2 separate regions of the Sus scrofa genome follow, and region 1 is linked to region 2. The links are chromatin contacts, called in public Hi-C maps. All regions are on one chromosome and are shown on one strand. The core of a region is the stretch at or near the end of the contact, and the rest is flanking DNA. Distances in the headings are between cores, read along the strand shown. Region 1 overlaps LOC110257280 (a long non-coding RNA gene). Region 2 overlaps LOC110257322 (a long non-coding RNA gene).

Region 1 (6,383 bases), core at 3,704-6,203, 170 kb before region 2:
CAAACACATCTACCTGAGTGTTTACATGTGTGTGCAAACATAGCAAACATCTACGTCCATGAACACAGAACTACACATGCACATGTATGTGGGAATATATGTAAATGCATGTGTGATGCATACACTGATAAATAATACTTACGCAATAACGTGACTTTTTATAATCATAAATGTGTCACTCGTACATACTTTTAAAATGATTTAAGAAGAAGGTGGCTTTAAGAATGAAAGAAAAACCACGAGAGAATGACAGACACCCTGAAAGCACAGCCATCTGCATAGAGAAACAACTGGAAGGAAATACATTTTAATGTTATCTCTGGGTGGTGGGAAAACAGGTGATTTTAATTTTCTTTATGTTTTTCTGTATTGCTCAAATTTTCTATTATGATCCAAGTGTTTTTCAGCTTGCATTAAAAACTTTGTTTAACTCTGCAGGAACCACCCCCTCCCACCATCCACCCCAGAAACTGGGGCTTCTGTACTTAGGAAAAATATCTTTTAGAATTCAGGGTGGGGGAGTTTCTGCTTGGTGCAGTGGGTTAAGAATCTGATTGCGGCAGCCTGGGTCGCTGTGGAGGTGTGGGTTCAGTCCCTGGTCAGTCGAGATACGTTAAAGAATCCAGCAATGTCACAGCTTTGGTGTAGGTCACGGCTGTGGCTTGGACTCAATCCCTGGCCCAGGAACTTCCACATGCTGCAGGTATAGCCATAAAAACAAACAAACAAACAAACAAAAAAATGACCCAAGGTGGGGCTATGGCCTTTCCATTTAACAGGGGGCGCACTGTAATTTGGGGAGGGGACTGAGGCACATTCTTCTCAGCTTAAATCAGTGTCAGGCTCCTAAACCAGGGATTTTCATCCACTTCTGGGACTCTCTGGAGAGTGAGCAGTGACCCAAAGTAGGAGAACTGCCTGCAGAATCTCACATCTTCTGAATGTTCTCACAGAAGCAGAGGACTGTAGAATCGATGGTCACTTCATCATACTTTTTGAGGGCTCCTTAGTTTCTTTCTTTAGAAGGAAATCAAGCAATACAAGTGTATCACAGAAAATGTAAAGAAAACACTAAGAATGGCTGAGGATCGCACCACCCCGGGGCTCCGCTGCTGCTCAGTTCCTCCAACACGTGCCAGGTGCCTCGCTCTGGGCCAGGCACGAGGAGAACCCAAAAGGAGTGTGAGACAAGGCTCGAGGTCCATGGATCTTGTTACCAGCTTGGGAGGAGTAGTCAGTTCTTCTGGTTGCAAGCAACAGAAACAGACTGTCCAACTTCAGCGCAAAGGAATGTACTGGAGGAATATGGTGCAGCTCCCAGATTCCACAGAGAAGCTGGAGGCTTCAGAAAGGGCAGGGGCTCCAGGGATCCAGACGGCAGGAATAAACAGGCACACTCTCCCAGGGATGAATCAGCAATGGTCGTGCGCATGGAGACCCTCTGCTGGAGGATCAAGGGATGGGGAGGCACCTTGATGAGTAGCCCCGCTGGCCTGGGCGTGGTTGCGGGGTGGTAACCTCCACAGGAAACCAGGCTGCTGGCAGCAGGACGAGGGGAGTAAGGGTGGGAGGATCACGCCAGGGCTTCCTGGACCTGGCTCTGAATCTAGGCTCTGTATCGCAGCAGCTTGGTGATACGGGGCAGGTTGCCAGCCTATGGGTCCTTCTGTTCTCCTACCTCTAAAATAGATGATGACACCAGTTTGGGGGGATTGCGATGACGATGAAATGAAGTACAGTGAGCAGTCTGTGCAATGACTTGAGCAGGAAGAGGAGTCACGTGCCGGAGTCCCAGAAATCGTGGGGAAAGAGGGACAGAAGAACCCCTAAACCCTGGCTGAGTTTCCAGTTGCCTCACGATCTGGCCACTTCTCAGCCACAGCAGCTCAGGCACGTCATGGTTCCTCCTTGGGCTTCAGTTTCGGTATCTAAAAATGTGACAATCTGCCCTGCTACCTCATAAAGCAGCTGTGAGGATCCAAAAAGGGGGAAGGCTGTGTCACTGGTGCCAGCTGGGGGCGGGGATCTCACGGGAGAGGAAAGAGCCGGACATGCACCGTAGGGGCACCAGCAGGAGCAAGGCATGGAGACGAGAACGCACCGGCTCCTCCCTACAAGCAGGTGGATGCTAATGTTCTAATAATGGCATCCTTTTGTGGAGCTCCTGGCCTGTGCCAGGCTCTATAAGAGGTGCTGGGCCACAGGGACAACAGAAGAGATAGCGCTCTTGGGCACATGGAACCTAGGGATGTGGCTGCAGCTCAAATAATTGGGGATGTGCTCTGAGGGGGGACTCCCAAAGCAGTGAAAGGGACCTGAGCCGGTCTGCAGTCAGGGAAGGCTTCCTCGACGATGTGACCTGAACGGACAGCTGAACGTGGAGGAGGCCCCTGGGCCTGTAGATGGAGGAAGAGCACTCTGAGAAGGGGGGACATGCTGCAAAAGCCCTCCGGCAAGAGGCAGGGGAAAATCAGTGCAGACTGCAGAAGTGTATGCTAAGACGGCTGAGGGACCTCAGCTGCCCCAAGGGACCCATTCGGAAGCAGGGACAATGCTGCCCGTGGACATTCTGCTGTTAGGTCCCCAAGACAAGCCACAGAAGTGGATATTCCTCAAGCTCTCAGAGAGGTTGAGTGCCTTGCCCAAGGGCATTCAGCCTGTAGGACAGCCAAGGGAGGATTCAGATGTAGGCGATTGTGGCAGAGAACACCCCTTGATTGAGAATGGTGAGGATGCTGCTGACAGACATGGATAAGGTCCTCCAGGCACTAGGGAGCCATAGTGGGTTCTTGGTACGCAGGGCGGCCATTTAGTTCCTGTGTCAGAAGGCTCAGGACAGTGTCTGGGGACAACACCATGGCCTGCTATGCCCCATGCCACAATGAGTCATGCTCAGCAGGCAACCTCAGCCCTCTTAAGGCAGTAAGTGATGGTGGCGAAGGAATACGAGTGTAATTGGAGGTTGCTGCTGTGGCCACTTTGGAGCAGGAAGGCCGATTTCCTCCTGTGAGATTGATTCTGGTGGTAAAAATCTGGAAGAAGGACCTAGGTTCTTGTCTTCTTTGAGGGAAGAGTTCAGCAAAGAGACCAAGATTGTGAAAAAGAAGCAAAGCACACGTACAAAACACATGGGTGAGCTTGGAATGAGTTTGTGCAGTGGGGACAGCTTAGGTTGCTTACATAGTGGCAGTTTTCCTGGCCAATCATTTCCGTATTTGGTCCTGGAGTGGGCACGCGTCAGTCAGCCCAGATGGATTCCAGCTGGTGTCTTCTCCCTGCTTTTGTCCTTCCCCTAGACTGAGGGCCTTCTCTGCGCATGTGTCAGGCCAGAAATCCACAAGGACGCACCCACTCCGTGCCCAGTGCTCCTGCTGGTATCCCATCTCCAACCATTGGCAGGAGACCAGCTGCAGGTGCTCAGCCTGGGGCCAATAAATCTCCTACCTTGAGAGGTCTGTTCGGGGGGAGTGAGGCCACAGAGAGGGGCGCAGGTTTCTGAGAATCTGCTCTGTACCAAGCCAGCACATCCCCTGTGCGCTGGAAGGGAGGTGACAAGAGGTCCTGGGGGTCTCCTGACTTGGCATTGGATAACCCAGCCTCGGGACAGGAAGGAGCAGGAGGTGCAGCTGAGATGGGCCCACGGGTGAAAGTGGGTCTTTAACACTTTTGCTTGTTGCTACATTCACTGTATAAATAACTTCTATTTATGGCAAGTGTGCCTGGCTTCCTTTTTAAGGGAGTGATAGGAAGTGAGTTTCAATAAGTTTCCAATAAATCTATTTGAGTAATACCTTCTGATCCATTCAAAGAAAAAACCATTAGTGCAAAATGCAGGGAGCTAAAGGTGTGCTAAACTCTGGCCACAGAGGAGTGGGGGAGGTCCGGATCACCTCCTGGGATCCTCGTGAAAGCTCTGGAGTGGGAGCTGTTACCCCCATTTTATAGCTGGGAAAGCTGAGCCCTGAGAAACGGACTTTCCCTCGGCCCCCCAATGGCAAGGGCTGAGCCCATTCTGGAACTTGGGTGTCTCCTCACATGCGACCTAACTCACTCAACTCCCAGATTCAGAACGTCTGGGTTGAAAAAGCCATCCCACCTCTTCAGGTAGCTCCTTGGCAGTTCAGCGCTCTCGTGATGACAGGGGTTTTCATCCCGGCCCTGGCTCCACCATTTTCTAGCCTGTGGCCGAGGGCAAGTGCCTAACTTTCTCTGAGCCTGGTTACTCATCTCTAAAGTGGGGACGTTGCTGGTAGCTCAAAGGACTGTTACAAGGATTTAATGAGGTGATGTCTGTCATTGTTCCCAACCTGAAAGTGAGACAATAGACCCCAGAACCCTAAAGCTACCCGTCCAAGTTCTGACAGGTGGAAAGGGGAGGAGCCAGGTATGAATACAGGTCGATCAGACTCCCAAACTGCTGGTTTTAAGGATCCCGTGGTGCTGCCTCCCTTCTACCGAAAGCCACCCTGTGCCCACGTTGGAAGAGCTAAAGGGTCTACAGTGGATTAAAAAGACACCTGAATGACAAGCCCATAGGGAAAGGGCTCACTTTCCTTCCGGCAGGAGCCCATGGACTCTGTCAGGATCCCCAGAAGCATGCAGGGTCCGGAGGGAGGGAGGGCGCTTTCCTGTGGGAAAGTGTAGGGCGTTTCCACTTATAGCCTGATAATTGGGCCCCGTGAGGTCCAGAGCACAGATGATGTCATGCAGCCTCTGTGGCCTTCGGGGCTTAGGAAGCCTCTGGGGAAAACAGGGTGGGGGAGGAAGGGCTAGAGTGCAGAGAATCTGGAAGGAATGACAGATGAAAACAGGAATCGGAGTTTTGGACATTGGACTGCGGTGAGGGAGCCTGAGAGCAGCTGTAGTGGGAGGTGGGGCAGCAGAGGCCCACGCTGGGGGCAGGGTGACAGGATGAGCCCGTGGTGTTGAGTGGATGGGTGGCTTTAGTGCAATGGCGAGGAGTGGAGAGAGATTCCAGGGAAGCAGCTGAGTTCAGGGCTCCTGTGCTCTGCGACACTGGACAGAGTTCAGTTCAAATCCCAGTTGTCATTTATCAGCTGTGTGATTTGGGGCAAATACGTGACCTCTCTGAACCTCTATGAGGCAGACACTGTCAATCACCAACCAGGGAGCCATTTCCTAGACCATCCCAGCTAGGAAACCCCGATCCTCCTCAGGGTGGCAATGCGCTCAGCCCAGGGGCCTCTGTATCCCAGCTGCCTGCACAGTGAGGGGTGGCCGAGCCCAGGGCCTCAGTCTCCTGGTCCTGAAAGGAAGATGACTAGAGCCTCTTTGCAGGGCTTGGAGGAGGAGTTCAAGGGATGCAAAAGCACCTGGCTCGGTACATGCTTTTGAACACTGCTGAGGGTGAAGCAGGCTTCTCTCCCCCTCGCCCTGGATGGTGGGTCTGAATTCTCATCTCTAGCATTTCTGGCTCTAACTTCTCTGATGTCCACTCGGCAGTCCCTGTTGCCCCAAATGCAACAAACCCATCCTTCTCCCTTCCCCCAGCCATCCCAGCCCTTCCCAGCCTCCCCATGGCTATGTCACCTTTCGTGGGCTCTAGAGCCAGCTATCTGTCTAGATCTGAGTCTCAGCCCGTTTCGTCTAGCTGTATGACTTTGCAAATTACCCAGCATGGATGGTAAAACCTCCTACAATTGCCTTGAGGGTACAAATAAGTAATTCGTGCCCAGTGCCTAGCACAGAGTGAGCACTTTTCTGTGTTGTCCTGTCCCTGTTGTCCTGTGTTGTCCCTGGGGGCGGAAGGCTGACCCCTTGGCTTGGCCCACCACATGCCACCTCTTTCCCCAGCCCCAGCGCTGGGACCCCATCGCACACTGGGTCCCATTTCTCATATCTCTATGCCTTTGCGCTGGCTGGTCCTCTGCCTGGAATATTCTGCTGTCCGTTTGCCTGCCCTTCTTTCTTCACTTGGCCAATTCTGCTTTAGCCTTTAAAACAAATTACTTATGTCACCTTCCCCAAGGAGCTGTCCCTTGCTCACCCCTGGGCTTCCATGGCCTTCTGTATCCTGACTTCAGAGGCATTTCCAAGGTCTTATCATTGTCTGTGTTTCTTTCTCCATAGTTGCTGGTCATAGTGGCTGCATGATCTGGGTCCCCAAGGCCTGGCTCCAGGAGTCTCACGCCAACTGTTCCCACGCAACTTCCACCATGGAAATCCCCACAGGGGTCCAGCTCACAATACCAACAGCTAACACTTGTTTAGCATTTGCTCCATCAAGTCTCACACATGGGGAGAAGTCTTACACTTTCTCTCACGTCGGCTATGACAGCTGGCATGGTTACTTTCGTGTGTCCACTTGACCAGGCTGTGACGTTCACCTGTTGGGCAAACATTAACTAGATGTTGCTATGAAG
Region 2 (5,673 bases), core at 491-2,990:
CAAGGCATAAAGGCTCTGGATCATTTAGTGATGTAATTTGGGCATCCTTCTTTCTCACGATGTTCAGGCTCTTACTAATGCCTGGGCCATGCTCCCTGGCACCTCATACACATATCTCTTGTGTATTGCTTCAGTGTACAAAGCCTGTGCCCTGATCCTCAGCACCCCTCATGCGGCTAGACTCAGAGGAGTTTTGGCCCAGCATATATGTGGAGAATTCTCTTTCCCTCATTCCCTGGCTTCCCACGGGAAAAAACAATCAATAATAATAATAATAATAATAATAACAAACAGCAAATCATTTAATGACCACTTACTATGTGCTAAGATCATCTATTAAATCCTCATTTTGAAACCTCAGCTTTTGTGGTAGATCCCATCATTAGTTCCATTTGTAGCGAGAAAACCCAAGACTCAGAGAGATTAAGTAACTTTATCCTACGGTGTATGGCCTCTCAAAGCCAAAAGGATTGCTTCTCTTTCTTTCTGGAATTATTTCCCATAATCTAGACCTAGTGATTTTCCAAGGGCAAATGGGCCTGGAACTTATGCACTTGTATTTTCATTGACCCTGCAAACAGGCATTCAGGCGGGTGTTATCCCGCTTTACAGAAAAGGGAAGAGAGGCTCAGAGAGGGAAGTGACCTGCCCGAATCACACAGCTTGTGAGCTGTGGAGCCCAGGGTGTGAACCAGGTCTGACTCCTTCTCCAGCATCACAGTTTGTCTGTGAAGAAATTATCTGGATGGGGAGGAGGAGGAGTGGATAGAGGAAAGAGGAGGAAAAGAAGGAAGAGTGGGAGGGGAGAGAAGATGAGGGGAGGGGTCCAGACTTGGCACCTAGAAGAGCAAGGAGACAAAAGCCATCAAGCAGGGTCCTCGACTTATGTAATATCTATTAGTCCAATTCCAGGGACAGGGAATCTGCCTCTCCCTTCAGGCTCACCTCTCCTGGATCTTGGAAGCTGGTTTTGGCTCCCACACGGGGATGTGGAAAACATGAACTTTCCAGGCATCCAGCTATGGGAACAGAGCCCCAACCTTGGCTGTTAAATGCACCCAGAGGAATCTTCCAGAAGCCCCTGGGGCAGCTGCATCAGAGTGCTTTGGTCCTCTTTCCTAAGCTTCCTCCCTTCCTGGCTCTGACCTGCCCAGATCTAAACCTTTTTCTCTGAATTGAGAGCCTCAGCCACCCCCCAAGCCCCTGCCTCTCCTCAGGGCCCAGGAAAGGCTTCAGCCATCCTCTGAGGAGTCTGGAGGAACCGCTTATGAGCCAGCGAGACAGGCCAGAGTTCACGTCCACACTCTGACCCCAGCAAGTGGGGAAGCTCAGCCTCCCCAAGGTGCCTTCTGGGGGTGCCGTTCATCCTGTGGATGTGTGATGGGGAGGTCCCCTCTCTGCACCTCACTTCCCTGCCTCTAGGTGGGGCTGTAGAGCCAACTCTCTAGGTCCTGAGGAGGCTTCATCCTGGCGTCTCAGCTCCAGCAGGTGCATCCAGGGTGATGGAGTCTAACATAGGGGATGAGAATGCAGGCTCAGAAGACAGACAAGCCTGGGGTTCGAGCTGTGGGGCAAGTTACTGGTCCTCTCTGAGCCTCTGTTTCTGGATCGTTGAGGTGAAAAGATGTTAGCACACTGCCCCCCCCGCTCCCCCGCCACCACTTTGGGTGTCAGGATGAGCCATATGCGGTCCCACTTCCCTCGCTCCTCCCCCTCCTGCCCGACCCAGCTGGGCCAGGGGCTGCCTCTGTCCCCTAGCAGTCCCCTGGGCCTCCCTTCAGGCCCTGTACTGCCTCGAGGAGAGGGGCCTGTGACACCACTAACAGCACCTATGGGTGACCAGCACAGGGTCGCCCAAAGAGTAGAACCTTGGTTTCTACATCTCCCTCCCCCGAGGGTGGAATCTCTGGCATCAGCACACCTCCTACCCGCAAGGAATGAAAGCGAGGGGCGATCAGATGGCGGGGCTCCCGGCCTCGGGCTGGCCCAGGCCCCTCGCCCCTTGCTTATTTTGGCTCCCTGTCAAGAATGCTGGCCTGGGCCTGGGAGGCTGACTGACCTCAGACTCCAGAGGGAAAGTCACACTTTTGCTCAACTCCCCGGAGCAGCCCTGCATTCCAGGAGGGGCGTGGGAAGGGCCAGGCCTCCCCCAGGCGGAGCCCAACAGGGAGCTGCCTGCAGCCCGGCAGTCCATCCCCGCAGTCTTGCTGGCCCACACCCACCTTGGCATCCCCTAGGGAGACCCGCCCCACCATGGAGAGATGGAGACAGGGTCTGGGAGAAGGTGTCCAATGCCACCATGGGACAGAGATGCAGGGAAGTGGGAGTTCCTGTGGTGGTTCAGTGGTAATGGACCAGACTAGGATCCATGAGGATGCAGGTTCTATCCCTGGCCTTGCTCAGTGGGTTAAGGATCCGGTGTTGATGTGAGTTTCAGTGTAGGTCAAAGACGCGGCTCAGATCTGGCATTGCTGTGGCTGTGATGTAGGCCGGCAAGTCTAGAGCCGACTCCAGGGCCATCCCTCTGGCCCCGCCTTGCTGCCTTCCCCCACCCACCCCCAGTTGTTTCAGCTAGAGTTGTTCTTCTCGGAGGTGCCGGTGCTGGGGGCGGCTTCTCTGGGGAGGTCACCCCAAGAGCCAGGCCCTGGAGGGTGGCCAGCGATTGGCCTAGCACTGGCTGCAGAAGAGAGCAGCTTGAGCACAGAGCAGCCTATTGGAGGAGGAGTCCAGGGTGGGGCAAGGGTCCCCAGAGACATTTTCCTTCTGCTGCAACCAGCTTCCCTCCTTTCAAGATGTTCCCATGACTTGCTAGCTGGAGGCTCCTGGGCAGGCTTCCTCCCGCAGGCCTGGCTCGAGAAGGGACAGACGGATGGACAAAGGGCAGTGGAGCAGCCTGGACGGGGGGCAGAAGGGAGGATGGCTGTATGATGCTGGCTGAGGGCTCCAGCCCCTTGGGACCGCCGTCTCCCCATTCCACCATAAGGCAGGGACCTTGGAAGTCCTGAGGTCCAGAGAAGGGGGCTTTCTGAGCTCCTCCTGGGGAGGGAGCAGCTGTTTCCTTCCAGAAGATGGAGCACCATCACCCTCTAGTGGCTTTAGTGAGAGGCAGAAAGATCAAAGCATAAAGAAACTGCTAGGTCAAGTCCAAACACTGGACAGATCTGCTGCCCCCCACCGCCACCCCCCAGCAGACTCTCGGGATGTCACCAGATCACCTGGGAAACCAGACTCCTGTGAATGGCTCTGTGGATCTGAACAAGCTTGAGGAGGGTGTGCTAGGGTGACAGGCTGGGCTGAGGTTACATCTGTGACTGAGATTGGACTGGCGCTGAGGTGGGGGACACAGTGGGGATGGACTGGGGCTGGGACTGGGACACATTCCTTCCCCAGACCCCTCAATGCTGGGAGAACGGTACGTGGTTTCCTAAGTCTGGTCCCCACCTCAGGCCACTGACCGGACTTGGTCTGTTCAACCCACGCATGCAACTTTGGGTCAGCACATTAAAATAAAGCAAGGGGAGAAAAATGCAATAAAACGAAACCCCCAGGTCATTATGCCGAGTGAAATAAGCCAGTCACAAAAGGACAAAAACTCATGATTCCACTTAGGCATCATGGAAGTCCCTGGTGTAGTCAAATTCATGGAGATAGAAAGTAGAATAGAGGGAGTTCCCTTTGTGGCTGAGCGGCAATGAACCCGACTAGTACACTTGAGGACGCAGGTTCAATCCCTGGCCTCGCTCAGTGGGTTAAGGATCCAGCACTGCTGTGAGCTGTGGTGTAGGCTGGCAGCTGCGGCTCCGATTCGACCCCTAGCCTGGGAACTTCCATATACCTCAGGTGCAGCTCTTAAAAAAAAAAAAAAAAAAAAAAAAAAGCAAAATAAGAAAGCAGGATGGGGGAGGGGGATTAGGGATGATTGTTTAATGGATGCAGAGTTTCATTTCAGGAAAATGAAAAACATTCTGGAGGTGGATGGTAGCATTTGCACAAAAATCTCAATACACTTAATGCTACTGAACTGTACACTCTGAAATGGTTAAGATGGTAAGCTTTGTGTTCTAGGTATTTCACAAATTTTTAAATTGTAAAGAGAAAGCGCTCAAATATAGACAAGAAACGGCAATGCTGCTAAAACTATCATTGGTCATCAAGGTGACTCCCCTACATGTGTGTTTTAGTTTGCTGGAGCGGCTGTAACAAAACTACTACAGACTAGGTGGCTTGTAACAGAAATTTATTTTCTCAGAGTTCTGGAAGCTGGACGTCCAAGATGAGGGCACCGTCCAAGGTGGAGTCTGGTGACCTCTCTTGCCGCTGTCTCACTTTGTCCTGGAATGGCCTTTCCGTGTGTGTGCGTGTGCGTGTGCGTGTGCGTGTGCGTGTGTGTGTGTGTGTGTGTGTGTGTGTGTGTGTTTGCACGCGCATGCGCACGCAGAGCGAGGGCCCTCCAATGTCTCTTCCTCTTCTTTTAAGGACAGCAGTCCTGGAATTCCTGTCGTGCCTCAGAGGAAATGAATCTGACTAGCATCCATGAGGACGCAGGTTCGATCTCTGGCCGCGCTCAGTGGATTAAGGATCTGGCACTGCCGAGAGCTGTGATGTAGGTCACAGATGTGGCTCGGATCCCATGTTGCTGTGGCTGTGGTGCAGCTACAGCTCTGATTCAACCCCTAGCCTGGGAACCTCCATATGCTGTCAGTGTGGCCCTTAAAAGACCAAAAAAAAAAAAAAAAAAAAAAAAGGACACCAGTCCCATCAGAGGAAGGCCCACCCTTATGAGCTCATTTATACTTATTACCTCCCAAGAGACCCTTTTTCTCAACAGAGTCACATTGAGAGTTAGAACTTCAGCATACGAGATGGGGGAGGGAGTGGGGACACAATTTGGTCCATAAGAACTTGAGATAATTGTTACCCAGCTGATGTAGGAAGTCTGGTCTGGGTTTGTGACAAGCTCTGGAGGGGGTCACCTCAACCACCTTTTGGGTGGCAAGGGCGAATCCCAGCATGAGTAGCCTGCATCGTGGAAGCAGCGGATGTTCCCGATGGCCGGATGTGGAGTGGAACATCCTTCGGGGAGGCTAGACAGGGCACAACAATGACAGCAACATGGCTCTAGCCCTGCCTCTGTACCTGGCAGCCCTGACGCCCCAAGGCCACTTGCTCACAGTTTCTGGTCAGAGCTCCTCCTTCCATCGTTACAGCTCAAGACCTGGGATTCAATCTCACTGGAACACACTTAGCATGAGAACGATATTGCTAGGTTACTAAGGGAGAAAAAAGAGTTGCAGACCCTGTAAACAATTCATGAATATTAAAACACACGTGAAAATTGGACACAGAAAAATAGCTGGAGGGAATATGCTGAAATGTGGATGGTGCTCATCTCGATGGAGAGACGGTGGTGGTGAAATGAGTGATTTTATTTTCTTTTGCTTCTCTGCATGTAAAAAAAAAAAGAAGAAGAAAAAGAAATTCTATCAGAAATATATATTGCCATTAGAAGAAAAATATTATAGTTTTGTAATGCAAGAGAGGTCTGGATTGTGGGCATGAAGAGAGAACTGGCCATTGAGTTCTCCTAGGGCGCAGCAGGTTAAGGATCCGGTGTTGTCACTGCAGCAGCTTGGGTCACTGCTGTGGAGAAAGTTCGATCCCTGGCCCAGGAAC

What was found. A called contact is a pair of places that touch in the nucleus more often than the background predicts.
Region 1: a Hi-C map of heart right ventricle shows a contact between it and region 2, with 4 times the contacts expected there. The contact joins two enhancer-like sites. A contact is called at or near these places in 4 of 47 Hi-C or Micro-C datasets (embryonic fibroblasts, heart right ventricle, liver and 1 more) and 1 of 2 datasets of contacts at active chromatin or transcription factors (skeletal muscle).

Annotation. Positions count from the first base shown.
Region 1 is chr16:51,696,766-51,703,148 of Sscrofa11.1, reverse strand. LOC110257280 (a long non-coding RNA gene) reads right to left here. Exons shown (of 7, transcript XR_002339688.1): 2 at 6,008-6,347. Among named protein-coding and RNA genes, the nearest start is that of SH3PXD2B, 33 kb to the left of the region's middle. Within about 2 kb of position 4,953, at least 17 of the 83 cell types and tissues checked have an H3K27ac peak or open chromatin away from gene starts, as enhancers often do.
Region 2 is chr16:51,527,353-51,533,025 of Sscrofa11.1, reverse strand. It overlaps LOC110257322 (a long non-coding RNA gene), which reads right to left. Exons shown (of 2, transcript XR_002339784.1): 2 at 5,296-5,443. Among named protein-coding and RNA genes, the nearest start is that of NEURL1B, 51 kb to the left of the region's middle. Within about 2 kb of position 1,740, at least 9 of the 83 cell types and tissues checked have an H3K27ac peak or open chromatin away from gene starts, as enhancers often do.